Regions from separate parts of the Mus musculus genome. Here regions 2, 3, 4 and 5 are each linked to region 1. A link is a contact called in public promoter capture Hi-C data. All regions are on one chromosome and are shown on one strand. The core of a region is the stretch at or near the end of the contact, and the rest is flanking DNA. Distances in the headings are between cores, read along the strand shown. Region 1 holds the start of Rpgr (retinitis pigmentosa GTPase regulator). Region 2 has its middle 22 kb from the start of Dynlt3. Region 3 holds the start of Cybb (cytochrome b-245, beta polypeptide). Region 4 holds the start of Xk (X-linked Kx blood group). Region 5 holds the start of Dynlt3 (dynein light chain Tctex-type 3).

Region 1 (4,678 bases), core at 1,283-3,782:
AAGCTAGACATTCATTACCTCGGATGTCTAAGACATTTCCTGAGATAGAGCATATGAACAGATAATATATAATATAAATGATCTAAGGTGCCATCATAGCTGTATGTGTGTGTGGCACCCTTAGATTATAAATATTAGATGAATCAAAAGTATCAATATTATATTGTAAGGGGAATTTTATTCTTCTCTTCTTCTCTGCTAGAAAGCTGTGTGTCTGAGCTAATGCCAGCGTCTCCACCATATTCTCTGGATGCAAGGCCTTGCTGTCTTCCAGGATTTCTATTCTATTACTTTTCTGAAGAAGGATTCTCTCCGCATCTATTCAATTGGACCTCCCAGTGGTATCATACATTGCTTAGTTTAACAGAAGCCCTCCTTTCACCCCTCTTCCCGGCTCAAATGCTGCTTCCTCTCTTCCTGGGTCCCTCTGCACTTACTGTCTCGAATGCTGATGCTCAAGGGATGCTTTTCCCTCAGCGTCTCCAACTTCCTACTCCAATACTGTTTCCTCTTCCATTGCCCCAGCAAACCGCTCTTTTTATAACACAGAGAATGATCACCATATTTCTAACTTCAGAAGGTAATTCGGTGTCATTTAATTTGTACACATTATGTGGACAATTTGATTATACTCTTGTTTGGTGCAGTATTTTCCAGTCTCTCTCTCTCTCTCTCTCTCTCTCTCTCTCTCTCTCTCATCACCTTTTAAGCCTTATAACCCATTGCTAGGATATCATACTTCGGCATTCTTCACGATTCACCTTAGATTCCTTTGTCCTTCCCTTTCCTTCTTTCACCTGTTCCCGAGACTGCCATGATAGCGTTGATCCAGGAGTTCCATAAGTGTCTGGCTCCATCTGGACCTTCTGTGCATCAGTTGCTTGCTGTGCTCAGCAACTCCACCTGACTTTCCTATGTGTTCAAGGGCTGAGCTCACTATCTCTTCCATTACCTTACTGACCTAACTCTAACCTCCTCTGCTCCTTGCATAGCACTTCCCATCTCTGTAAACGGCACCACCCTTGCCTAGATACTTATGTGAGAAACCAGCGTGGAAGTGCTCAGCACTGACTTATGCTCTGAAATTTATTTTTAGAAGTCAATGAAATAACAGGATAAGCAAAGAAAGTCTTTAAATATTCTGATTTTTCTCATCATGATTGTTATGAGCCTTTAGACATGAGTATTAAGTTCTCCTCAAAATAAGTTAAGTTACCTTTTTTGTTCCTTTCTGCTGATGTAAGTTATATGATAGGTCAGCATTTTCCAAGAGTTGACAACTAGACACCATTTCCTGTGTGCCAAAATACTGAACTTCGGGCAGCCTGACCACTTTTGTACCTAAATACCTGTAATAGCCTTTGAATTGCCTCTCAGTGCTCAAACTGCTTGTCAGAAAAGCAGCCCAAACAGGTAGAATCACTTCAAGAACATGCATAACTGGTCCTTTCCTATCACTTCTGAGCTTAAAGCTCCTCCATGACTTTCCATAGTCTTTAGGATAAAGCGTCCGATTCTGTGGACATGCCATCTCACCTCGAACCAGCCTCAGCAAGGTCCTGGGAGGAACTGATCACTTTATCAGTCTTTGCATACAGTTAACTATGTCCAGACTTCTTTAATTTCATTCAGTTTCTTTGGCTTCAGACCTTCCTGACTTTGTCGTCATCAGACAAGCTTTTGTCTTTCTTAAATCCCTGTTCCCAGGTCGGTGCTCCTTGCTAAGCATCTTTACTAGAATCTCATCCTCAACTTTAGTTTGTACACAAGTGATTGGATTCTATTCCCTCTTTCCTTCCTAATAAAAGTGCCCTGAGTAAGTGTAGGTAATAACTCTCGAATTCTGGGAGCCTTAAATTCAGTTGTGCTTGATTGAGACCCAACTACCTCAGGTATACAAATGGACTCATCCTGGAAGATTTTCTTCCTATTTATTTTATTGTGGCCAACTATTATGGGTGGAAAACCAAGGTTTATCCAGAAAAATATAATATTTCAGAGGAAATTGTATAGATCTTGGCCCTTTAGTTTTATAGGAGATGCAGGCGGACTGTTTAGACCTCAGGCTAAACAACCTGAACTGTGCTTCTCTTCCTATGTTTAATTGGCATATCCGCAAACAGGAATGGCATTATTCAACTTGCATGATTGTAATAACATTTATTACGACCATTTATTCAATAAGGATCTAATGTGTGCATCGAGTATATTTGTTTTGTTCCTAGGATTGCAAATGACATTTGGGATGTAAACCGCCTAGTACCTTGCTGTGTTACAGATTGTTAGTCCTAGTGTGTTGTCAAAGCTGTGCGTTGACGTTTGCATGAGTCACAGAAGTTAGGGCTATGTGAGACATGATGTTGTCACCATATCCCCTCTAGGTCCCTGCATGGCCAGGATCCCTTCAGAAGTAGATGCGCTCCAGAGTCTGCAGCATGGCCGCTTCCAATCGCGACCGCTAGAGGGTGTGCGGTCGCTTACCGCCGCGACCATGGCATCTGCGCTTGCGCCTCACTGACACAGCTTCCGCCAGCCTCCTTCCAAAAGCCTTTCGCCCCTCCCCGCCCCGCAAGGCTCCGCCTCCGTTGCCCCTAGCGTCTGTTTGTTGACTTCCGGGAGCACAGTAGTGGTCTATGCCAAGAGGGTCGCGATGGGGGTCCCAGGGGGTAGGGCAGCACCTTAGGCTCAATCGAGTCGCCCCTGCTATCTTTCCGAAGCAGGCACAGATTCCGTTCGCAGGCTTCGGCATGGCGGAATCTGAGTCACTGGTGCCCGGTGAGTCGCGCGCCCCCAGTCGTGGCGGCTGGCCTGGAGGGAGGGTCCGCGGGCGGGCGGGCGGGCGACAGGCCAGGCCCCGCCTCCGAGCCGGCCCCGTAGTGGTACAGGCCGCAACCTGAGCCTCAGTCAACCGCCTTAGATTTGCGTTTGGGAATAAATAAATTCCCTTTGTCGGGCTGGAGGAAGGGACAGGGACATGAGGGACCCTGTGTGTGTTATTAGCAAGCTGAAATAATGGCTTTTCTTGGAGGCGGCGGCAGCCATTATTCTCTCGCGAAGCATCCCAGGGTCTCTAAACATTTGAGCAAGCGGATGTCCCCAGGACCCGGTTAGGTACAGAATTCAGTAACGAGTGGAATGCGGGGTGAAAGGTTAAAAAGAATGGAAGAAACGAACTGGATAAAGAGAGGAGGGCCTTCGGTGAATTTTTTTTTTTTTTTAAGACTGACTGTCGTGAAGTCTTTTAAAATTATGACTCCGTACGGCTTCCGTACCGGGTAGCCCAGGTAGACATTTCCTGGAGCAGCATTTATTATAAGCGTAGAGTTATAGAGTTGTTCAGCTAAAATGGTGGTCATAATCTACTGAACTGGTTTTTGCATATACTCTAATGGGCTGTTACTAGCATTATGAAAAATAACCACTATATTTGAGCAGAATTGGACATTTAAATATGTATTGCACTTTCTGCTGTGGTCTTGGCTCAAACAGAATTTGATTCTACACCACTTGGAGCTCATACCTTAGTGAGGGTGCAAGAAAATAGTTACAATAGGCTTGACATTAGTTGGCAGAGGACAGAAAGGAACCACCCAACCTTGGTTTTTGGGTTAGGGGAGTGTCTGAAGAGAGATTCTGGGGAGCCAGAGTAAACACCGTTAAATAATTCCTTGTAGGGAAGCCTTGAATCATTTCGAGGTCCTTGCCTCCCAAGGCTCAGTGACTTGAGTCGAACTGGCTTGCTTCAAGCTTGTTCTCAAGTGGTTTAGTCCCGTGCACATTGATATATATTATTAATATTTACATTCAGTATGCTTTCTCTGGAAATTTCCCCCAAACTGGGTCTGACTTTCTATTTGAGTGGTGTGTGTGTGTGTGTGTGTGTGTGTTTAAATAGTTACTTGGAAATGTTAATGGATATTTAGTCTTTTGAAAATGATACTGGTCCAAGTCTGTGAATATTCCTCAGATCAGACAATGGCAGTTGAAGAATGTCAAATCTCAGCCTCCATCTCCAATCCCCATGGACTGATCCGTAGCTTGAACTCTCATTTCTTCTCAATGGGAACAGGAATACCCGAGGTGTTTCCGTAGTAAAACCTGGGTAATATGCTATCTTTCACACTGAAAGTATTGAAAGCTGTGTTTGATTTCCTACTCAGCATTCTAGTGATGTGAAAATGGTGGTAGAGTGATAAATAGTGTAGAAGGGAAGTTTTCTGTTTGAAACTTAGCACAAACTTCAGTGTAACTGATATTTCCTAGAGGAACGTCTTGTGCAATGGGTATAAGTAGCAAGGAAAACCTACACTATCAGTAATACAGTTGAGCAAATAAAATACTTATCAATAAATATTTTGGTAGCGAATCAATTAGAGAGATTGCTGTGTAGAGCATAATTAATTGCCATATGGCCTCTATTCATTGCAAGATTCTGAGAAACCAGTAATTTCCAATGTTTGTAATAGGACTTTACAGAGGTAGCCATCAGTTAATACATTGGAGATTACAGATTCTGTACTAGATTCCTTATTATAAAAGAGAGAATACAACCCTGTGTTTACAATATTGTAAATAGATTGTGTACAACAAACCTTTTCGTACCTGTGTTAAATTCAAGGCATAAGAATGTGTATTGGTATTTTAAACACCATTTAGAAATAACCATAATGATTAAAGG
Region 2 (4,759 bases), core at 922-3,421, 580 kb after region 1:
TCATCTGATTCAGAACTATTAAGAACTGGCTTCTCTAATTGATCTTTTTTCTTTTCTTTTTCCTTTTCCTTCCTTCTAATCTCTCCCCAGGTATTCTTACCTGACCTAAACTTTTCCTCGGGTTCAAGACCCTTGGAAAGGCCTGTATACTTATTTTGTGAACCATATTTTCTCTTTGCTCCTATTCTCTCTCCCCGCTTTACTTCTGATAGATTGTCCTGAATTTCATCTAGAATCCTTAGCCCTATTTTAATCACTTGATAACATGTGAAAAGGAACAAAAGGGCTTCTAACACTAGAGAAAATTCAAGGCCAAACATACCTTATAAAGCTATTTTCCACTTTACTTCTGATAGACTGTCTTGAATTTCCTTAGAAAGTTCAAGGCCAGGCGTACCTCGTAAAGCTATACTTACGGGTTACCGCCGTTCCCCAGCTGAAAAGTTCTGAATTCATGTAGTTGAATCCTTCTTAACAGTCTGCTTTACGGGAACCTTTATTACCGCGACCCGCAGTTCTGGTTCTGGAATGAGGGATCTTCCTTGCACCGGTGATGGTAAACTCTCGTCCCGAGTTTTTTCTCGTCCCGGAATTCGGCACCAATTGTTATTAGCGTGTTCTCACGCCCGGCCAGGAAGAACACAACAGACCAGAATCTTCTGCGGCAAAACTTTATTGCTTACATCTTCAGGAGCAAGAGTGTAAGAAGCAAGAGAGCGAGAAAACGAAAACCCGTCCCTATTAAGGAGAATTATCCTTCGCCTAGGACGTGTCACTCCCTGATTGGCTGCAGCCCATCGGCCGAGTTGACGTCACGGGGAAGGCAGAGCACATGGAGTGGAGAACCACCCTCGGCACATGCGCAGATTATTTGTTTACCACTTAGAACACAGCTGTCAGCGCCATCTTGTAACGGCGAATGTGGGCGCGGCTCCCAACAGCAGAGCATGCTGTTGGTCATTCTAAGGACTGTAAGACTCAATCCATCCTAGCTGCAGTGTGTGAAGCAGGACACTCTAAGGACTGTAATGACCAGTCCATCCTAGGTGCAGTGTGTGCTGCAAGTCAATCTAAGCACTGAAGGCATGTGGGGAATTGCAGGTTGGTCTCCAGTTGAGCTGAGGTCTGAATCTTGATGCTCATATTTCAGCTACATGACATGGTAGGCCATGCTCCTGGAACTCTGGCCCCTGCCTAAGGTGCCACCTCCCACAGCCCCCACAAGAGAAGCATGGTCAGTAGTCACATAACCAATGACCCAAGCTTCTGACCTTCAGGGTAAACTCCTCCCCAGTTACCTAGCAACAGTGAAGACCATAAAAAGGGGTACTCAGCCTGCACCTTGCTCTCTCTTATTCCTTTGTCCTCTCACCTCCCTCTTCTCTCACTTCTCTCTCCTCTTCCCTTTCTCTTTGTCTTCTTCTTTCCTCTCCTCTCTCCTCTCTCTCTCTCTCTCTCTCTCTCTCTCTCTCTCTCTCTCTCTCTCTCTCTCTCTCTCTCTCTCCCTCCCTCTTTTCTACCTTCTCTCTTTCCCTGAATTTCTATAATAAAGCTCTAAAACCATAGAGTCTCTGCTCTGCTCCTTCAAGTTCCGCTGCGCACTCTAGTCAGTGTTGGGAACTACTTCCCTCTCTCCCACAACCCTGGTGGCTTTAGCAAAGTAGCTGGGGGGGGGTGCAGGCAGGGCTGCCCCTTTACCACCCCATGAAGAGTGGGATAGAGGAATGCCCACACAAGGATGATTGGATAGGGTCGATAGCAGCCCTCCCACACCTGACTGACCAGAGAACAGGGAAACTCTGGTGGGGCGTGGGCATATTTTTCCTTCCATTCTTCCCCAGGGCCCCCCTTTTTTGTTTTGTTCCCAACAACTGGTAGCAGAGAATGGTTATGCCATTGGCGTGAGACAGAACCAGCTGAAGAATGTTTTGCCCAGAGACCTACAGGAGATCTCCAAGTTTCCCTAGACTGTGAGTGATGGAGTTCAAAAACTTGGCCTGTTTCCTTTCTCTCTCTCTTTCCAAAGTGTTCCTGGCCAGCTCTGTAGCCCCTCTCCTCTAGCTCTTGGCTTTAATCTTGGCCGGTTAGAGGCTGGCATGAGGTCCCCTTCCCATTCTTTGTTACAGGTTTAACTACAAGAGAGTTGGTTTTCTGACTTCTGTAGCCTTCCTTATTCCAGCTAAGGCCCAGCTAGGCAGTGATTGACAGCTGCGTGGGCGGGACTGGGCTGAACCCCTGCTAAAAGCCTTCCACTTAACCCTTTACTCTCCAGTTAAGATAAAAAGAAAACAGGGGGAAGTATGCCCCTCCCCCCATCCAGATAAGCCCGCAAGAGCTGCATTGAAGCTGTGCTATCCTACATGAATACCTGAATCGTCCTTTTTAACCAAAATTTTTTCTTGCTTCTTTTTCTAAATGCTCTTTTTTCTCTCTAGTGTTCATCATATATATCCAAAAATTCTTACAACTTGTTTAAAATTTCCTTTAAGGTGCAAAAGTCATCCAATCCTTAATTAATAACCTGTTTTCTGTTACAGGAGAACTGTTAATTGCCTACTCCAGTTACACAATTAACATGATATTTTCTTCTTTAGCCATCCACAAGGGACTGGGATGTGCTCCTAAGCAAACCGTTGCAGGCTTAACTTTTGCTATCTACACTATGCAGATATCCTCTGCTGGTGTTCTGCTCCTTGTTATAATTACTCTACAGGTCTATCTCCACGAGGCCTGCTGCCACAGCACCATCTACAGGGACCTACAGACAAAGCTGCCTTCCTCCAAAAATCTCATCTGACTGAAGGCTCCCAAGACAAGTGCTGAACCCTATAGAAGACAGACCTGGGACTTACCAACTACAGATGGACTCTTTGCTAAAGCCAAATGGCTGTTGAACTTTGGGGAAAGTTATATGATAGTGAAGAAAGCATAATGTCTATCTAGATTAATTAGTTGCTGTTCAAAAATGGATGTTTTTTCCCTCAAATTGTACTACCCATGAAACAACTGACTGATTGTACAATCTCTTGCCGTCTCAACTCTTACCCTTAACTCTCCTTACTACTCTGGCCTTGTTCTGCTATTTCTCTAGGCTATATATTCTCTTCTGATACTTGCAACCACTCTAAATTTTCACAATTAATGACACAGTCACATCAGTGACTGCCCCCCAATTTTTTCTAATAAAAAAGAGGAGGAACTGTGAGGGATTGCAGGCTGGTTTCCAGTCGAGCTGAGGTCTGAACCACAATGCACATAATTCACCTACATGACATGGTAGGCGTTCCCTCATGCTCCTGCCTAAGGTACCACCTCCCACAGCCCCCACAAGAGAAGCATGGTCAGTAGTCACATAACCAATGACCCAAGCTTCTGACCTTCAGGCTAAACTCTTCCGAAGTTACCTAGCAACAGTGAAGACCATAAAAAGGGGTACTCAGCCAGCACCTCCCTCTCTCTCTTATTCCTTTGTACTCTCACCTCTCACTTCTCTCTCCTCTTCCCTTTCTCTTTGTCTTCTTCCTTCTTCTCCTCTCTTCTCTCTTCTCTCTTCTCTCTTCTCTCTTCTCTCCTCTCTCTCTCTCTCTCTCTCTCTCTCTCTCTCTCTCTCTCTCTCTCTCTCTCTTCCTCCTTTCTACCTTCTTTCTTTCCCCTGAATTTCTATAATAAAGCTCTAAAACCATAGAGTCTCTGCTCTGCTCCTTCAAGTTCCACTGTGCACTCTGGTCAGTGTTGGGAACTTCTTCCCTCTTCCCTCTCTCCCACAACCCTGGTGGCTTTAGCAAAGTAGCTCTGGGGGGGAGGGGGGCAGGCAGGGCTGCCCCTTTACCACCCCATGAAGAGTGGGATAGAGGAATGCCCACCCAGGGATGAGTGGATAGGATAGATAGCAGCCCTCCCACGCCTGACTGACAAGAGAACAGGGAACGTCTGGCTGGGCATGGGCATATTTTTCCAACCGTTCTTCCTCAGAGTCCCAGGCCCCCCGCTTTTTTATTTTGTTCCCAACAAAGGCCCAGTCCATCCTAACAGCAAAGTGTGCTGCAGGTCAGTCTAAGGGCTGTAAGTCCCAGTCCATCTGACCTGAAGAGTGTTCTGAAGGTCAGTCTAAGGACTGTAAGGCCCAGTCCGCCCTAGCTGCAGAGTGTGCTGCAGGTCAGTCTAAGTACTGTAAGGTCCAGTCTATCTCAGATGCAGATTATGTTGTAGGTCAGTCTAAAACTGTAAGGCCCAAATCATCCTAGCTAAAGAGTGTGCTGCAGGTCAGTCTTAGGACTGTAAGGCCCAGTCCATCTGACCTGCAGGATATGCTGCAGGTGAGTCAAAGGACTTTAAGGCTCAGTCCATCCTAGCTGAAGAGTGTGCTGCAGGTCAGTCTAAGTACTATGAGGCCCAGTCCATCTGACCTGCAGGATATGCTGCAGGTGAGTCAAAGGACTTTAAGGCTCAGTCCATCCTAGCTGAAGAGTGTGCTGCAGGTCAGTCTAAGTACTATGAGGCCCAGTCCATCCTAGCTGCAGTGTGTGCTGCAAGTCAGTCTAAGGACCCTAAGGCCCAGTTCATCCTAGATACAGAGTGTGCTGCAGGTCAGTCTGAGGACTGTAAGGCCCTATCCATCCTAGCTGCAGAGTGTGCTGCAGGTCAGTCTAAAACTATAAGGCCGAAACTATCCTAGCAATAGAGTGTGCTGCATGTCAGCCTTGGGACAGTAAGGCCCAGTCCATCCTAGCTGCAGTGTGTGCTGCAGGTCAGTCTAAGG
Region 3 (4,957 bases), core at 2,124-4,623, 750 kb after region 1:
TCATGTTTATGGTGTTCTATTGTTCTTGAGGCACATAGGACTCTTTAGTTATATGAAATGATAAGAAGTTGTCAGGAGCCGTCCAGGGTATGTTAATAAGGCTAGCAGGTGGCCTTCCTGGAGGTGTTTTTGCATGGTCTGAGATGAGTGAGCTCAATGGCAAGGTCCAAAGAGACTTTTTATCTCCGGACTGCTTCTTGCGGCTGATATGCCCTTCCTGTCATTATAAAATTAATATAACAATCCCTGGGCATTAGGCCACCCATCAGATTTCCTGAAGATCAACATAAAGATGAAATTTTATGAATTAATGCTGTTTAGATGAATTAATCATTCTATAGAATTCCTGATTTGTTCAATTAATTTTAGGAAGAAAAATTTAATAGATGGTTCTAGTTGGTTTGTTAGAAAGATGTAATAAAGTTAGAATCAAGAATAGTACGTGCCCACTCCTCACAATAGTAAGTAAAGACTGCATAATAAGAAATACAATGAGCTTTCATAATTACATTAAAAAGAGATATAGGCTTGGAACAAATTTGTATTCAAATTAAAAACATTTAGGTCCAAGGATATAGCCATGTGTGTGCACTATGATAAGGTAAGGCCATGTAAAAACTTTTTTTAACTTATAATGAGCATATTAGAATGAAACACTGCTTTGAACTTAATATCCACCTCCTTTTGTAACTCCCATTTTATGTAACATTTTATTTCTTAGGTAATTTTCCAAAGAACTTTTTGTCTAAGAAGGTATAAAAAGGCCAGAGGAAAGAAATAAAGTTGTTGGTTGGTTGGTTGGTTGGTTGGTTTGATTTGGAGGACTCTGACCCATCCATCCATCCATCCATCCATCCATCTATCCATCCATCCATATTGTCCATATCATCCGTATGTTTACGTCTGTTTGTCTATATGTATGTGTGTAGGTATGTAAGCATACATGAATACTTGTGGAGTGTATGGAATAGTTGGTTGGGCCCAACATAAATATGAATGTGTTAATGTGTGAATGAAAATGTAAATGTGTGTATGAATATCTGGCATATCTGCCAGTATAAAGCATCTTAATTCTTTCCTTTTCCTTCCTCTCTAGTTCATAGAGTTAACCAGCCTAGCCAGAGAGGCTCTGGCTGCTTTGCAAGAGAAGAGAGCAAAAGCAATAAATCCTTATTAATTAATTATTATTAATTATAATTATTTAGTTATAATTATAAAATAATATATAATAGAAATATTTATAAATAAAAATAATTATTTAATTCTAAAATATAATTATTATAATTGTTAATTATTATTAATAATTATTATTGACTAATCACCCCACTGATAGCAACAAGTGTCAATAGATCCAGAGACCTGCAGCTTCTGGCCTCAGGATAATTTAAAGTCAAGACATGCATATGTTGGTATAGAAAGCAACTTTTACATTTACAAGACCAAGCCCCTGCTGACAGTCTTCCCCCTAGGCTGCTTCAGTGAGGACCCAATCCCGGGATAGGTCCCAGGCAAGTACTCAACTAAATTGGCTTGTTTCACAATCGAATTAAAACACAGAAACCACCGTATTTCAACAGAGGGACTTTCACACATGGATGATGGAAAAGTGGAGAATCCCAACAGGGGACAAAAGTCAACATATAAAAAGAATAACAGCAGGAAGTGGTTACCTCTCAGTCAGAGAGGAACTGGAAGGTGGCTGTCTAATTTGCCACCCCCACTCACCAGCAGGGGCCATCTGGCTGCATGGAGCCCTGCAGTGCTGTTGACTATCAGATGCTTCTAACACAGAAGGACTGGCTAGCTGAGGGAAGCTGGATGCCCAGCAGTAATGCAGTCACCTGGTGAATGCCTCTTCAAGCAAAAATCTGCAGAGAGAAACATTGTAGCTTCTCTTTCAGTCCAGTTTCTCGAAGCCAGCCAGAAGCTGTCGATCTAAGCTGGCAGACAAATGTAGCTCTCAATGAAATACATGTGAAGAGGGCAGTGGACAAACAAATCAGGGAGCAAAAGAGCACAAAACCTCCTCACACTCTGGTTTTTGTAAACCCGTTTCTTTGAATCTATTTTGGGGATGAACCGAGGAGGTCAGTTTGCCTTGATGTGGGTTTTACATGTTCTAATTGCAACGGAGAACGTCAGAATACCTTGCTTAACTATCATGCAGTGAAAAAACCTACTAGTTTACTCATTGTCTCAAGCCCAGAGGCTGTCCATGTACTTTGTAGAGAGCAACTGAAAGAGTCTGTGCCTCTTGTTCTTTTGCCATTTTGCCGTCTTCCAGTGATCCAATTTGTTTCTTGAACTTCTCTCTTAGATGTAACGACTGTAGAGCCCTGCTTGTGCAGTCAGTCAACTTTCACCACACCATCAGGTTGCCTTCATAGCCTTCTGTTTCATGTCTTGAAGCCTGAGTACCTGCCAGGAGGTAGTTGTGTTCCATTTGGCTTTAGCATCTACCGTACACTGATGTACCTTCGATCTGACCATGTTTACAAGCTTAGCATATAGAAAGTCTACCTGGGACCGTGATTGTTATCTAAACATTTTGGTATTTCCATTGCTGTAGTCCTATGTGGGGTGTTTAGGGTGGAGGTGACAAATTTAAGCTTGTTTTTGTGTTTCCTGGTATTGTACTTACAAGTGATATCAGTTGTTTGGACTTCAAATAAGCAACTGTATTATTCCTTGGCACTGTAACTGGGTCCAAGTAAATTCACTGTTCTGGGTCTCAGCTTCCTCATTTATAAATGTAATCATAAAATAGAACCTAATCTATAGGAATTGAGTTGTAAGAATCAAATGACTTGATGTATATGTGTGTATGGTTATGTTTCTGTATATATGTATATATATATGTGTGTGTGTGTGTGTATATATATATATATACACACATGATACCATTTTAGGTACCTATATCCATTTTAAGATATAAAATTGGCATCTGATAATCATCCTATAACTAACATCTATCACTCCTTTTTAACTTTACCCAATGAGAATCAGTATTGTTGGAAGAGCCTGTGAGAAGAACATGTGTTTTATCTAGCTAGTTGGATAACTTGAAAGTTCTAACTACATAACTAGTTATTATTAAAAAAAAAGTCACTGTCTAAAATACACCCACAAACTACACAGATAATCTTATGAATAATAAAACAAATTTTAAAACCTGACAAATCGTCTCTGAGTTGTAGCAGTAGCTTTCATTTTCCAGTGTATTTACTTGTGACTGAATCACAAGATCTTTTCTCTTTCTGTAGTTTTTGTGTGGTTTGAAGTTTTAAATTTGTTATGGGAACAGCCTTTCAGTTGGCCAATGATTAGCTAATTTCTGATAATAGAAAAGGAAACCTATTGCCCCAAAGCTGCTGTTTTCATTTCCTCATCAGAAGAAGAAGCACAGTAGAGAAGAGAGGCAGAACCAACACTTAACCTTTGCTAACATGGGGAACTGGGCTGTGAATGAAGGACTCTCCATCTTTGTCATTGTAAGTACCCAAACCAGGTAACATACATTTTTTGATATGTTGGAGTTCTCTTGGAATGTGAACTAGAGCAATGGCTTTTATTATTGTTGTTTGCTTAAGAAATATACTTACTCTGGGAACAAGCATCTGCTTGCAGGTAGATTCGGTTAATTTTCCCATCCCAGGCTTCTTAATCCCAGCACGCCTTTAATCCCAGCACTCGGGAGGCAGAGGCAGGTGGATTTCTGAGTTCAAGGTCAGCCTGGTCTACCAAGTGAGTTCCAGGACAGCCAGGGCTACACAGAGAAACCCTGTCTTGAAAAAACAAAACAAAACAAAACAAAAAAGTTAAAGATACAAAATATGCATCAGCAGCTCTCATTTTCATAGTTTATTTCTGAGTTCCTAAGACTATGAAGTTAGCCAGCATTTACCAGAGTGCATAAAAGATACTTCATACTAAAAATTCTAATTGTGAGAAGTTTTTTCAATTACTCAAGGGTAAGTTTCTTCACTTTTTATGTTAACTGCTTTAAATGGTCAATTAAAACTCTACTGTTTTCTGAATAACATTTATTCTTATGGATTTTGTAGATAGGAAAGTTGGCTCTATTTCAGTCATAACACCAAAATAAAGTTCTCAAGTTTCTTTTTAAAACAAGCACATTTTTTTCCCTGTGCAGTCCAAACTGGAGTAACTTGTGAATTTTACAACAAATGGAGGTAAAAGAATTGAAATAAACTATCTCGTTTCATACCTATGAAGTATCTGTATTATATGTACTTTATACACATATAAAGTATGTATATAATATGCAACCATATATAAGAAGCAATTTTAGAAGGTTCTAATAGCTATTTGATTTCTGTTCTGAACTCTTAAGTTAGTGTTCTCAGAAAAACAATTATGGATGAGTTGAATAGGAAGAAATGTGCTATCTAAATATTGTTGGCTAACAGCTCATGAAACATGATATTAAAAGGTACTTATGAATGGAAGTTTTGTAAGGATTAACCATGTAATTAATGCACAGAGTCAGAGTTCTAAAGAAATTAATAAATTATTGGCATGGTTAAAATTAAAACAACAAATATTTTATTGAAACATTGTTCATGCCAACCCACCATGCTAATGCAATATAGACGCGTGAGGATTGGGAACTCTAGTCTTCCGTCCTTGCTACCACTTTAAGAGCAGGTGACTCAGCTAAGGAACAAGTTGAACTCTAACTTTCATTCGAATTACGGTTTCCTCAGGAAGTGACCTTTTAAATTACCTATGCATATACATGAAAGTAAAACATGGCTTAGCAATCCAGAGTTAGGGAGCACAGCAACGTAATACAACATGGAGTTTCTATAGCAACCTTCTGCGTAAGGAGAGACTGCTAAGAAGCATCCATGGGTATTCAATAGTTAATACTAATAACTAATAATTTACTATTTAAGGAAAAACACCATGAAGCTGAAGTAGAACACTGAGCAGT
Region 4 (5,289 bases), core at 1,545-4,044, 940 kb after region 1:
CTCAAAAACAGCATCTCCCTAAAAGTGGTAGTTTGGCAAACTTGAATAGAAGTAAACTGTCCCCACCCCCACCCCAAACAACCGTAAAACATTACGAAAAGCCACTGCTAAGGGATAGAAGTGAGAAGCAATGTGAACCTCTCATTCTGGGGGATAATTTGATCTTTCTGAAAAGCTGATGATTTAGGAGTTCAAATTAGAACCAGCAGTGGGGAGAAATCCCATTAAGGTTCTTTTTGAGTCCTCTTAACCAAAAAGACCACTTTGTTTTCCCTTTCATTTGGAAGCTAAGGATCTTGGAACTGCATTTTGTATGTGTTAAGTTCAAAGACTTAACGAAGTCCAGTACCTTCTTGATATGAATCAACTATATTAGAATGGGAGACTTCTTTCCTTAACGAAGTTTTTCTAAGAAAACTACTGTGGTAGCTGAAGGATACCAGATTATAATAAAGGAGAAAATTGTATACATTGATGTGTAGGAGAAAAGGCGACACTCAACCGTGTGCCACTCGGTAATACTGTCCTTAACATCAGTTGCTCTGCTGTTTTTTACAGGCAATACTCTATTAACTTTGGCTTGAGTGACTCTTAAAGTTATGAGACACATCTAAATGACAGTGGTGATAGAGGATTCTTACTTTAGGTTGTTTAATGTTGCCCACAAATGACTGAGCATTTAAAACTATAAAGATGGAGCTGCTGATAAAATGCACTACTGCACACTCCCCTTTCTTTGACTGCACACAGAGAACATGATGGACCTAATTGCATTTTGAAAGAAAGTCTGGGGAACAGGTTCCACATCCTCATTTGCCCTGTGTACAAAATGGGGGCAGGAACTGAGGAAGCCTGGATCAACGAGGGAGCGCTGGCTTAGTATGCCTAAGGCCCTAGACCCAACCTCCGCCACCAAAATAATAAACTTACAAATAAAGATACCTACTTCCTGGCAAGGAGTCAATCGGCTAAGGCATGTAGGTATGAACCAAACCACTTAGCACAAGGAACTTTTGAGAATTCTCAGTTGCCCCACCCAAATTTGAGTTCCCTCCCCACAGATGGCATTAAATGATGACGGCCTTGTCAAATCTCACTTACTGAACAGGACCACTAGCAGGACCATGGGGCTCCGTTAAGGACGAGGATTCTCTACCAGCTAATTAAGAGCAGGGCTTTAAGGGTTAAGTAGCCCTCAGCCATTTTTTCTGATTCGCCCCTGACTGTCAGGTCCTCCACAGCAAGTTCTTCTCACTCCTTTCTAGGATTTCCTGGCTCTTCAAGAATGGGAAACCTGGTTTATGAAGTTTGCCACAACTGTCGAACTGCAAGTCGGTACAGTAAGCTAGAAAGGTTGTGTTTAAAATGGCATGTGAGGTTTGAATATTGTGAATTTTTTTTAATTTGTACATAAACTTTTGCTTTTCCTATGGTAAGATAAAAGATATGAAAACAATACATTTAAATTCCCTTCACGTTCTGAGATTAAGGTCAAGTCCGTTTCATCAGTGTGCATTTCTTCTTGATTTGTGTTTATGAAGATTAATTTCTGGGGCTAAGTTGTAGCTTGCTAGTGGAGCATTTACCTACTCTGTACCAGGACCTGGTTTCCATCCACAGCACCACAAACGGCGGTAACCACAAAAATAATGTCTTTTCCAGAAATGGCATTAGCGGTTTCTCTTAACACAAAGCATGTTCCTGTCCTCAAGGCACCTTGTGTACCACATTTCATGACTATGTTTACAATTGGGCACACTCAGAAGACATCTCTGGTATGTGTGTCTGCACTCTAGACAACTCCCATCACACCAAGGGAAAAGTAGAGTACATGGACTTGTAGCCTTGAGTAGATGAACTAAGTCAATTTTCACAAAGCTCGTAGAATAGTGCCTGATAAACAGTTAAGTGCCACACACTTGATAAACTAAATTAAATGACCCACAAGGGCTCTGACTTGAACAGCACACGCCCTTAGAGTAACTTCCAAACGTTTGTACCAGGACCTCCCAAGCCAGTCCTACAGAGAAAGCCACATATTTTCAGGGGACCAAATAAAGACAAAAACTGCTACTCTCTTGGGCCAAACCGAAGTGAAGAGTGACAACTGTCTACGATGGCTCCCGAAATCCGGGCCATCTCGGTTTTAGCGACTGACTGGCTAGGATCCAGTCTCATTCCCAAGATTGGAATGACTTGGGAAGGCAGGGCGGGTCAGCCCTGGTTCAAGCCACCTGTCTGTCCCTTTTCAGGCAAGGTCCCCTCCTCCTTCAGCTGGGGCAGCAGTGGTGGGGACAGCCAGGGGACCGGGGCCTAACGGTCGGTTGTGGGTTCGACACGTACCTGTACAGGGGCCCGAGCTGGAGCAGGTGCATGAGCAGCGCCAGTGGGCGATCGCGGCTGAGGTCGCGGTGGACGAAGAGGAGCGTGAACTGCACCAGGGCGCAGGGCATCAAGGAGAAGAGCAGCGTCAGCACCTGCCACATGCGGTCCCCTGCGGAGCGGTAGGTGCTGCTCAAGTAGAGCGCCGCCGCCGTCTCGGCCACGAACAGGAACACGGACGCTATCACCGAGGCCGGGAATTTCATCTCCGTGCCTCAGGGACTCGCACCGCGGCCGGCGGCGGCGGCGGTGGCAGCGACGGCGGTAGCGGTGGCGGTAGCGGCGACGGTGGCGGTTTCCCGAACGACTCCCAGCATGCTCAGCCCCGAGCGGCTCGCGCGCAGCTCAGCCCGCTGAGGGCTCGCGGGCCCCGGCGCGCGCTGCCACCCGGCCTGGGGGCAACCGAAACAGCGGGGGTGGGGCAGGTAGCGTGGCCCCGCTGGGACACGCCCACGCGCCCCGTGCGCAGCCGCCGGCGCGCGCCACACTGCTCGCTGGCCGCTCGTCACAGACTGTTCCGGGCGGGCCGCGAACCCGTAGCCCCTGACAGCCCGGGCCACGGCCGTCCCGCCCCCGCGCTGGGGGCAAAGTCCCCCCCCCCCCCCCCCAGGAAGCCATCAACCGATCTGGCCCGCCTGCAGCCGCTGGGTCCTAGAGTCCGTTTGTTCTGGGCAGTGCTGGGAGCCCTGTGGCAGTCAATTCAATAAACAACAAGCAGAAGAGACCAGACTTGGGGGCTGGGAGAGTCTGAGCTCCGGATCCACTGTCTGTTTACTGGGCGGAAGAAAAGCCTGATGAAAAGTTCAGCTTGCCCTGCCATTCCAAAATAGCCAGAGCCACTGAGATGCTTTTCAAAGAGCAAATGTATCGTCGTGCATTCACCGTACTGGGAACTATGGTTAACTTTTCACTGAAACTCTTGAAAGCCTCCTTTGTCTTTCTAGTACAGACCGAGAAGGAGCATCAAAGGAGTTGTGGGAGCCAAAGTTTTCTCTCCCAGATAAAACTGCTTATAGAATGTATTGCTGTGTTATTGTGACTAGCTCCAGACAGGTCAAAGACCAGAGCCTAATAAGGAAACAGTTTTCTAGCCCAATGCATACCTCTTTTAGTGTGCCAACCCTACGACTAGCACAGTTTTTTTCACTCACTGTTTACTTAAAAGGTATGAATACAATAAATTCTGAACATACTCTTCCCCTATCCTGCTCCTCCCAGAGCCTTCTCACCTTCCTACCCACCGAACTTCATGCTCTGTCTCAAAAAACAAACAAACAAAACCTAAAAAGGCAAATGTTAAGACCAAAAAAAAAAAAAAGTCAAAGCCAACAAAATGAAACAAAAAATGCAGACAAAAACAGAGTCCGTTTTGAGTTGGCCCACTACTCCTGACTGATAAACTCACTGACACTCAATTGTAATAATAATAATAATAACAAACAGAATTCCCCCTTCTGAGCATGCCTCAATCACAAATGCCTTCTTCATTAGGAGTTAGACTTTGTGTCCACTTCCCCATCTCACTGCTGGGATTTTGTGTGATTTTAACCCATGCGTGTCCTGTGTATATTCACTAAACATTTGACAACCCTTTGGACATCAAGACGAACTCACCCCGAGCCCTCCTCCAACACACACACCCCTCACACTTTCTAAAGTCATTTTCCATGAAGAAATTAGGTGATTTTAGTTTTCAGGCATCTTGGGCGTTTTTGTACTTTGGAAAGAGATACAAATCTAATGTTAAGAGTCCTAAGATATCAAGACAAGAGGAATCCTAGTGGAGAGGACGAGTTGGGCTGCTTCACTTGGTTGGTGGAGTAGCATCCATCGGGAGATCTATTTATAAGGGCTGAGAAGGGAATTCAGCCAAGGCCTGAGAAGTACCAGGCCCTTGCTCCAAAAGGATTATGGAGGCTTATTTATAGAGCTCAGCAGGCCACCATGTCCTGGATCTAGATACACACACAGTCACAAACAGAACAGACAGCAGCACTCTGTGGAGTATTTGTGTAATATTTTATTTGACACCACAGTTAGCTTTAAAGGAAAATTAACAGTGAAGCTAAGAATTATTAATTGGAACACAGAAATATTTAGCATCTGTCTTTAAGGCAAAGGATTATCACAGGTTTTACATTATTAAGTGGACCATGTGGAGCAGGAGGGCAATAAGCCAGAGACATCACTTGCAACACAATAAAGTCCAGTTTATGGCAGATTATTTTCTACAGTACAAAACTACTACAGAAAACACACTGGGAAAATCACAGGGTTTGGGGATATTGTAAAAGCAGGAGAGAAAGAATAAGGTGCATCACTAAGTTTCTGAGTCTGCTTTGCTTCTGAAGAGATTTCATTACACCAAGCAGTGGACTGTTAGCAAGCCCCTCTGCGAAGCTGAGGCAGATTCAACTGACAGTGGTCCTTCCAGCCCTTGGAACAACAGATAGCAGAAGCAAAACTCTGATGAGCGTTTCTAAGTTACTGGTCGTGGTCTGCACATTAACCTCTCACAAAGACTGTGTCTTTCTGAATTGTCACTTGCTGTTTTATCCTTGAGAACAACATATACAATCATAGCTTAGTTTCCCTGCCCAACGCTTAAGTGGATTTTCATTTTTTTAAAAAAGTCATATATTGCAATATACTTTCTCATTAGGACCAAAACACCCAGTATTTTTTTCAAAAAATATGCATATATAGTAATAGACTGATAGGAAGTGATGTTTGGGTATAATCATATGTAATATGCCAGAATACTTGAGAATTTGATTTTATTATAAAGTACCATAGTAGGACATGTTGTATAATATAGTAAAATGCTTAGCAAAATATTCTGCACTAAGTTTAGAAGTAACTGCTACTGATATAGCTTTCAAACACTTCAAAGTAGCCCTAAGGAAA
Region 5 (4,999 bases), core at 1,293-3,792, 550 kb after region 1:
GCCCTTGGTCCTGTGAAGAAGGTTCCATGCCCCAGTATAGGGGAATGCCTGGGCCAGGAATTGGTAGTGGCTGGGATGGGGACGAGGGGGAAGGGGAGAGGATAGGGGGTTTTCAGAGGGGAAACAAGGAAAGGGGATAGCATTTGAAATGTAAATAAAGAAAATATCTAAATTTTTAAAAAAGCAAAATCATGGGCTTCGCTTAAACAGTTTAAAGATTTTATTAGAAATGTTTGGCTAATTTATTTTAACACTGTACTGGCTGGTTTTGTGTCAACTTGACACAGCTGGAGTTATCACAGAGAAAGGAGCTTCAGTTGGGGAAATGCCTCCATGAGATCCAGCTATAAGGCATTTTCTTAATTAGTGATCAAGGGGGAGTCTTGGGTTCTATAAGAGAGCAGGCTGAGCAAGCCAGTGGAAGCAAGCCAGTAAAGAACATCCCTCCATGGCTTCTGCATCAGCTCCTGCTTCCTAACCTGCTTGAGTTCCAGTCCTGACTTCCTTTGGTGATGAACAGCAATGTGGAAAATGTAAGCTGAACAAACCCTTTCCTCCCCAACTTCCTTCTTGGTCTTGATGTTTGTGTAGGAATAGAAACCCTGACTAAGACAAACACCTTTTCTGCATCATTTTTCCTTCACAACCATATAAATAAAGTTAAGGATGGGTTCTATAAACATGAACACACATGTAAGTAAGCTTACATTATGTTTTCCTATAGTTTCCTGAAACACACAAACATATAGTTTAAATAAAGTTATGCTACACTTAGCTCATAATCCTCCCTCGATTGCCACAGACTATGCAGCCAAACACCCCAGTGAAGGCCAGAGATCAATATTGGTGTCTTCCTCAATTGCTCTCATGAGACTGGCAATCACCATTTATGTTAGACTGGCTGACTAGCAAGCTTCAGGGATCCTACTATCTCTGGTTCCTCACCACTGAGACTATATATTAAGCCATATCCCCATCCACTATCTACTTTTTGATAGAATTCACTATTTGCAATAAAGGTAAAACACTAACTATAGGTTTTTTTTCCGGTCTGTTCTGTAAAAGGGAAAAATCATATGGGTAAGACATGACAAATTGTGCCTGAGGAAAAGACTCCTGGAGACTAGACAGATATTGCTGATGTGATGAAGACAATACCGTCTAAAGACAGAAAGCACACATACCCTAAAAAGGTTTTGAGCAACTAAATCAATCAGGAATATAAATTGACTCTCACATTCCTGGTTATAAAACAAAACATAAACATCATTATTTCAGTTCCTCCTACTTGGGTCTTTTGTTACTTGTAGCCAAAGGAACATATTAATAAAATTACAATGATTTAAAGTAAATTCTCAAAACTATTTGGTATTTTTCCAGTTGAAAGATCATTGAAGTTTGCGTATGGAATGTATGGAGTGTTTCCTTGAATGTATGTGCATCATATGTGCTTAGAGCCTGAAGAGGCCAGAAAAAGGGGTTGGGCCCCCTTGAACCAGAGATACAGACAGCCTATAGGCAATACATGGGTACTGAGTACCAAACCTAGGTCCTCTGCAAGAGTAGTGAGTGCTAACTTCTTAGCCATCTCCCCAGCCCCAATCACTTTGCTTTTTGCAATGACCCATAATAGAAGAGCCAGTACTGCAAAAATCACAGTATCAAGGTTGATTCAATAGTCACAAATTGAGAGTGGTGAATTGGGGGACCTGAGGATTTAGTTACTGTCTATATAGGCTTCAAGTTACTTCATGTCTCTTAATTCCTGTTCTACTTTTAAAGTAATAGAAAGGGATTAGAAAACTAAGGAACCTTCTGACTTTGATAGTGGGGAACAAAATAGAAGTCATTGTGTTGGGCTGAATATCCCCACCACCATCACCAGACATATCCACATTTGAATCCCAGTACACGGCAATGCCCTACCTTGCATGGCAAAAAACATTTTGTACATGTGGTTAGAGCTAATACAGGAGAGGTGGTGGTGGCTTTGAAGCTGTAGGAATATAGGTAGTTACTACAAGTTGAAGAGGGACATCAACTTTAGGAGTTGTGTGTACTGTATCTTATTTGATCCTTATAACGAGTCTCCAAATAGAGGGATTTATGTTATGGGAAAACTGAATCTTGTGTGTGTGTGTGTGGGGGGGGCGGGTGTATATTTTTCAAAGTCAGTAACTAGTACGGAGAGAAATCGAAGTTCCTTGCTCAGCTGCTACACTCGCTTGCTGGATAACTGTGGATGAACGAATTTTGTGCACATGGCCACTGCAGGAAGCCCAAAATCACCTGTGCTAGCTAACTTTCCCCATGGAAGCTCTTTGAGGTCTTAACGTGTGTCCCTTATTTTCAGAAGACTAGCCTGGTCTTAAGTGCACTTAAAACCTAGCAGGGGTACCCTTAGCCCCGCTAAAGGGCTCAACTCAAACAGAGCCCCTCCTCCCTGTCCTTTAACCCCGCCCTCCCTGCTCTTTTAACCCCGCCCTCCCTGCTGTTTGCGTCAGAAAAGCAGGGCCTGCGTAAACGCCCTGGGTCTGGAGTGGAGGCGGGGCCTCCCCAGAGGCCAGTGCGCAGCTGAGGACCTGGACAGAAGGCTTGCTCCGCCCCCAGGACTCAGAAAGCCACCATGGAGGGGTACCAACGGCCCTGCGATGAGGTACCGCCCCTCTGGCGCCAGGAAAAGCCCCTCAGCTCTCTCTGACTGGCTGTGGGGACACTGCGGGGTGGTCTCTTAGTTCTGGGAGAGTTAAGATGCAGCTTCTCTTTAGCCTGGGTCTGCTCCGTGCGGCCTGGATCCTTCTTGCCCTTAGGCTTCTCGCTCTCCCCGCCCCTCCCCCGCCCCTGAGATCCTTAGGGTGGGCAGATCGTCGCTCTGGCCTTAGTGAGCAAAAGCGCTTGGGGGCAGTCGTCAGGGTCTGCAAGGGCCGAGAGGTTGTAGGGAAGGCCAGAATTTGGGTTACATAGGCAGGCAGGCGTGGGCGAGCCCCGCCCGTTTGCGATCAGGGCCTGGGAAACCCGTCTTCTCTCTGCTTCCTCCACCCCTTTGGGCCTCCTTGTGCTGGTGCTGCAAGGTGGCTCTAGTCCCGGGAATTCTTCCCAGGAAAGGCTAGAGGAAGTGCTTTATGGATTAAGAGCCCTTGCTCACTGATTCATGTTTCCCTAAGCCTCACCAGAACTCCATGATGTCGGTTAGTTTCCTGTTACAGAAGGTAACCGACTTTTCATGGCGACAAAGTGATAGGCCCCAAGTGAAAAGAATGACAGGTGTTCCATTTGAACCCAGGTCTCTGGCTTCATACTTAAGCCCTTATTTCAAGGAATTTGAGGATGAGGGCTGTTGAATTGTTGCACAGCCTGTAAGAGTTTGCAAGGACAGCGTAGACAGAGATGTTCTGCACCTCCTAGCAAAGGTGCAATGGGATCTATTTTGCACTACTTCCTAAATACATGTAATTTCAAAAGAAATTGGAGTGAAGACATAGTCCTAGTGTGCTTGGCTAGCACAGGAGACGCCCTGAGCCCAGAAGAGACAGAGATGCGTCCATAGTATTAGGCGACTTTCCAAACTGTGGTGAAATGTGTATCTTTTATTTCTTAGGCCAATTTTTGGATGGGATTTTGAAGTAAAAATGATATTTTATCACAGGCCCAAACTATGAGACCTTTTTTCATAATGCCTCCAACAATTTAGATTTTCGTTCCTTTTTTTTTTTTTAGGAGAATGGTGGGAAATTGTATAGAATAATTAATAGAATTAAAATATGGAAATCTATACTTAAAGCATAACTCAGGAGTTGACTTGTTTCAAGTAGTTTGAAGTTCCCTAGTGGTTTTTAAAGCACAGAAGTGCTGTGCTGCTTTCCCAGTGCACTCAGCATACCTCCCTGGAAGTCATTTGGTGATACCTAAAGCATCGTGCCTTGTATTTCAGGCTTATCACATAACCTAGTTCTGCACTAGAGGACACGTAGATGCTACTGAAAATCCTTCTTAACCTAAGATTCTAACAAGCTGCTCCAAAAAGTATATACCAATTTATATAATTAGAATAACATAAATTTCTAATGACAGAGTATTGCTGTAATCTTATAATTGGGAAAGCAATGGTTTGACTCACATCAGTTCAAAATAAACTTGAAAATGACAGTTGAGCATACTCTTCTTATGGCCCACTTTAGCTGAAATGATTTCCTGTATACTGATAGCACACAACAGACATCAGTAATAGCTGCTGAATACCAATTTCTTAAGCTTTATTATACAACGATTATCTAGAATAATCAATACACTCACTATTGTAAAAGCACTTTTCAAAATGGTATTTGCCCAGGTTCTGCCCAATTCTAATGGCTCCAAATTCATAGGGAATAGGTGCAGGATCCTCAGGAGACCCAATACTCCTAGCACTGTGGTCTTCTGTCACTATGGTTTTCTTAGGCCAGATGAGAGTATCCTGAATATTGCCTATGCTCAAAGCAGTTTTATTGTGTGTTTTCTTCTTAGGTTGGCTTCAATGCTGATGAAGCCCATAATATAGTCAAAGAGGTGAGTTGATATTTGCTGTTATCGCAAAGCCTGTTGTGTTGATGGAAATATCTTAAATCCAGTTTTGATTTGTCAGGCCAATGCTAGAGATGTTAATGTTAAGACACCACGATGTAAAAGATGTCTTCCTTCTTTGTAGTGGTGTGTATGCAGGGCATGCACTGAGGCTTAGTTGGACCTTTTTCTGAAAGTCACGCTAAAGCTGTTTCAAGTCTACAGAAAGAAAGATCCTGAAGACCCTTATTGATTCGAGTGTTGTCAATATAGACTACACTGTGGGTGAGGTACTTTAAGAGCTCTCTAAAGAATCATCATTAGCTCTGCCAAATCCTAGGTTAAAGACAAAACCCTGAGCTGGCTCAGGAGACTGGCTTCAATTGCAGGTGTGGCTATTGGGACCTGTGTCCTAACAAGCCCTGACGCCCTGACTTGAGTTCTGTCTGGGCAGGATTGA

Evidence for each region. Promoter capture Hi-C pulls out the DNA fragments that hold promoters and counts their contacts.
Region 2: a contact with region 1 is called in a promoter capture Hi-C map of the HPC-7 cell line, with 9 times the contacts expected there. The contact joins the enhancer-like site here to the promoter of Rpgr in region 1.
Region 3: a contact with region 1 is called in a promoter capture Hi-C map of pre-B cells, with 5 times the contacts expected there. The contact joins the promoter of Cybb here to the promoter of Rpgr in region 1. A contact is called at or near these places in 2 of 39 promoter capture datasets (the HPC-7 cell line and pre-B cells), 1 of 484 Hi-C or Micro-C datasets (centroblasts) and 1 of 115 datasets of contacts at active chromatin or transcription factors (bone marrow-derived dendritic cells).
Region 4: a promoter capture Hi-C map of pre-B cells shows a contact between it and region 1, with 10 times the contacts expected there. The contact joins the promoter of Xk here to the promoter of Rpgr in region 1. A contact is called at or near these places in 10 of 39 promoter capture datasets (the 3T3-L1 cell line, 3T3-L1-derived adipocytes, the HPC-7 cell line and 5 more), 3 of 484 Hi-C or Micro-C datasets (CD4 T cells, embryonic stem cells and uterus), 2 of 115 datasets of contacts at active chromatin or transcription factors (astrocytes and large pre-B cells) and 1 of 9 other capture datasets (liver).
Region 5: a promoter capture Hi-C map of pre-B cells shows a contact between it and region 1. The contact joins the promoter of Dynlt3 here to the promoter of Rpgr in region 1. A contact is called at or near these places in 13 of 39 promoter capture datasets (3T3-L1-derived adipocytes, the HPC-7 cell line, cranial neural crest and 8 more), 11 of 484 Hi-C or Micro-C datasets (the Ba/F3 cell line, CD4 T cells, the G1E-ER4 cell line and 6 more), 2 of 115 datasets of contacts at active chromatin or transcription factors (astrocytes and differentiating embryonic stem cells) and 1 of 9 other capture datasets (liver).

Annotation. Positions count from the first base shown.
Region 1 is chrX:10,214,649-10,219,326 of GRCm38.p6, reverse strand. Rpgr (retinitis pigmentosa GTPase regulator) reads left to right here and starts at 2,532. Exons shown (of 17, transcript NM_011285.2): 1 at 2,532-2,775. The coding sequence starts at 2,634.
Region 2 is chrX:9,638,278-9,643,036 of GRCm38.p6, reverse strand. No RefSeq gene overlaps it. Among named protein-coding and RNA genes, the nearest start is that of Dynlt3, 22 kb to the left of the region's middle. Within about 2 kb of position 2,171, at least 3 of the 459 cell types and tissues checked have an H3K27ac peak or open chromatin away from gene starts, as enhancers often do. A contact at or near this core is called in the HPC-7 cell line, where this site is marked.
Region 3 is chrX:9,467,740-9,472,696 of GRCm38.p6, reverse strand. It overlaps Cybb (cytochrome b-245, beta polypeptide), which reads left to right and starts at 3,373. Exons shown (of 13, transcript NM_007807.5): 1 at 3,373-3,491. The coding sequence starts at 3,447.
Region 4 is chrX:9,270,289-9,275,577 of GRCm38.p6, reverse strand. Xk (X-linked Kx blood group) reads right to left here and starts at 2,794. Exons shown (of 3, transcript NM_023500.2): 1 at 2,344-2,794. The coding sequence starts at 2,588.
Region 5 is chrX:9,660,526-9,665,524 of GRCm38.p6, reverse strand. Dynlt3 (dynein light chain Tctex-type 3) reads left to right here and starts at 2,542. Exons shown (of 5, transcript NM_025975.5): 1 at 2,542-2,656; 2 at 4,504-4,545. The coding sequence starts at 2,627.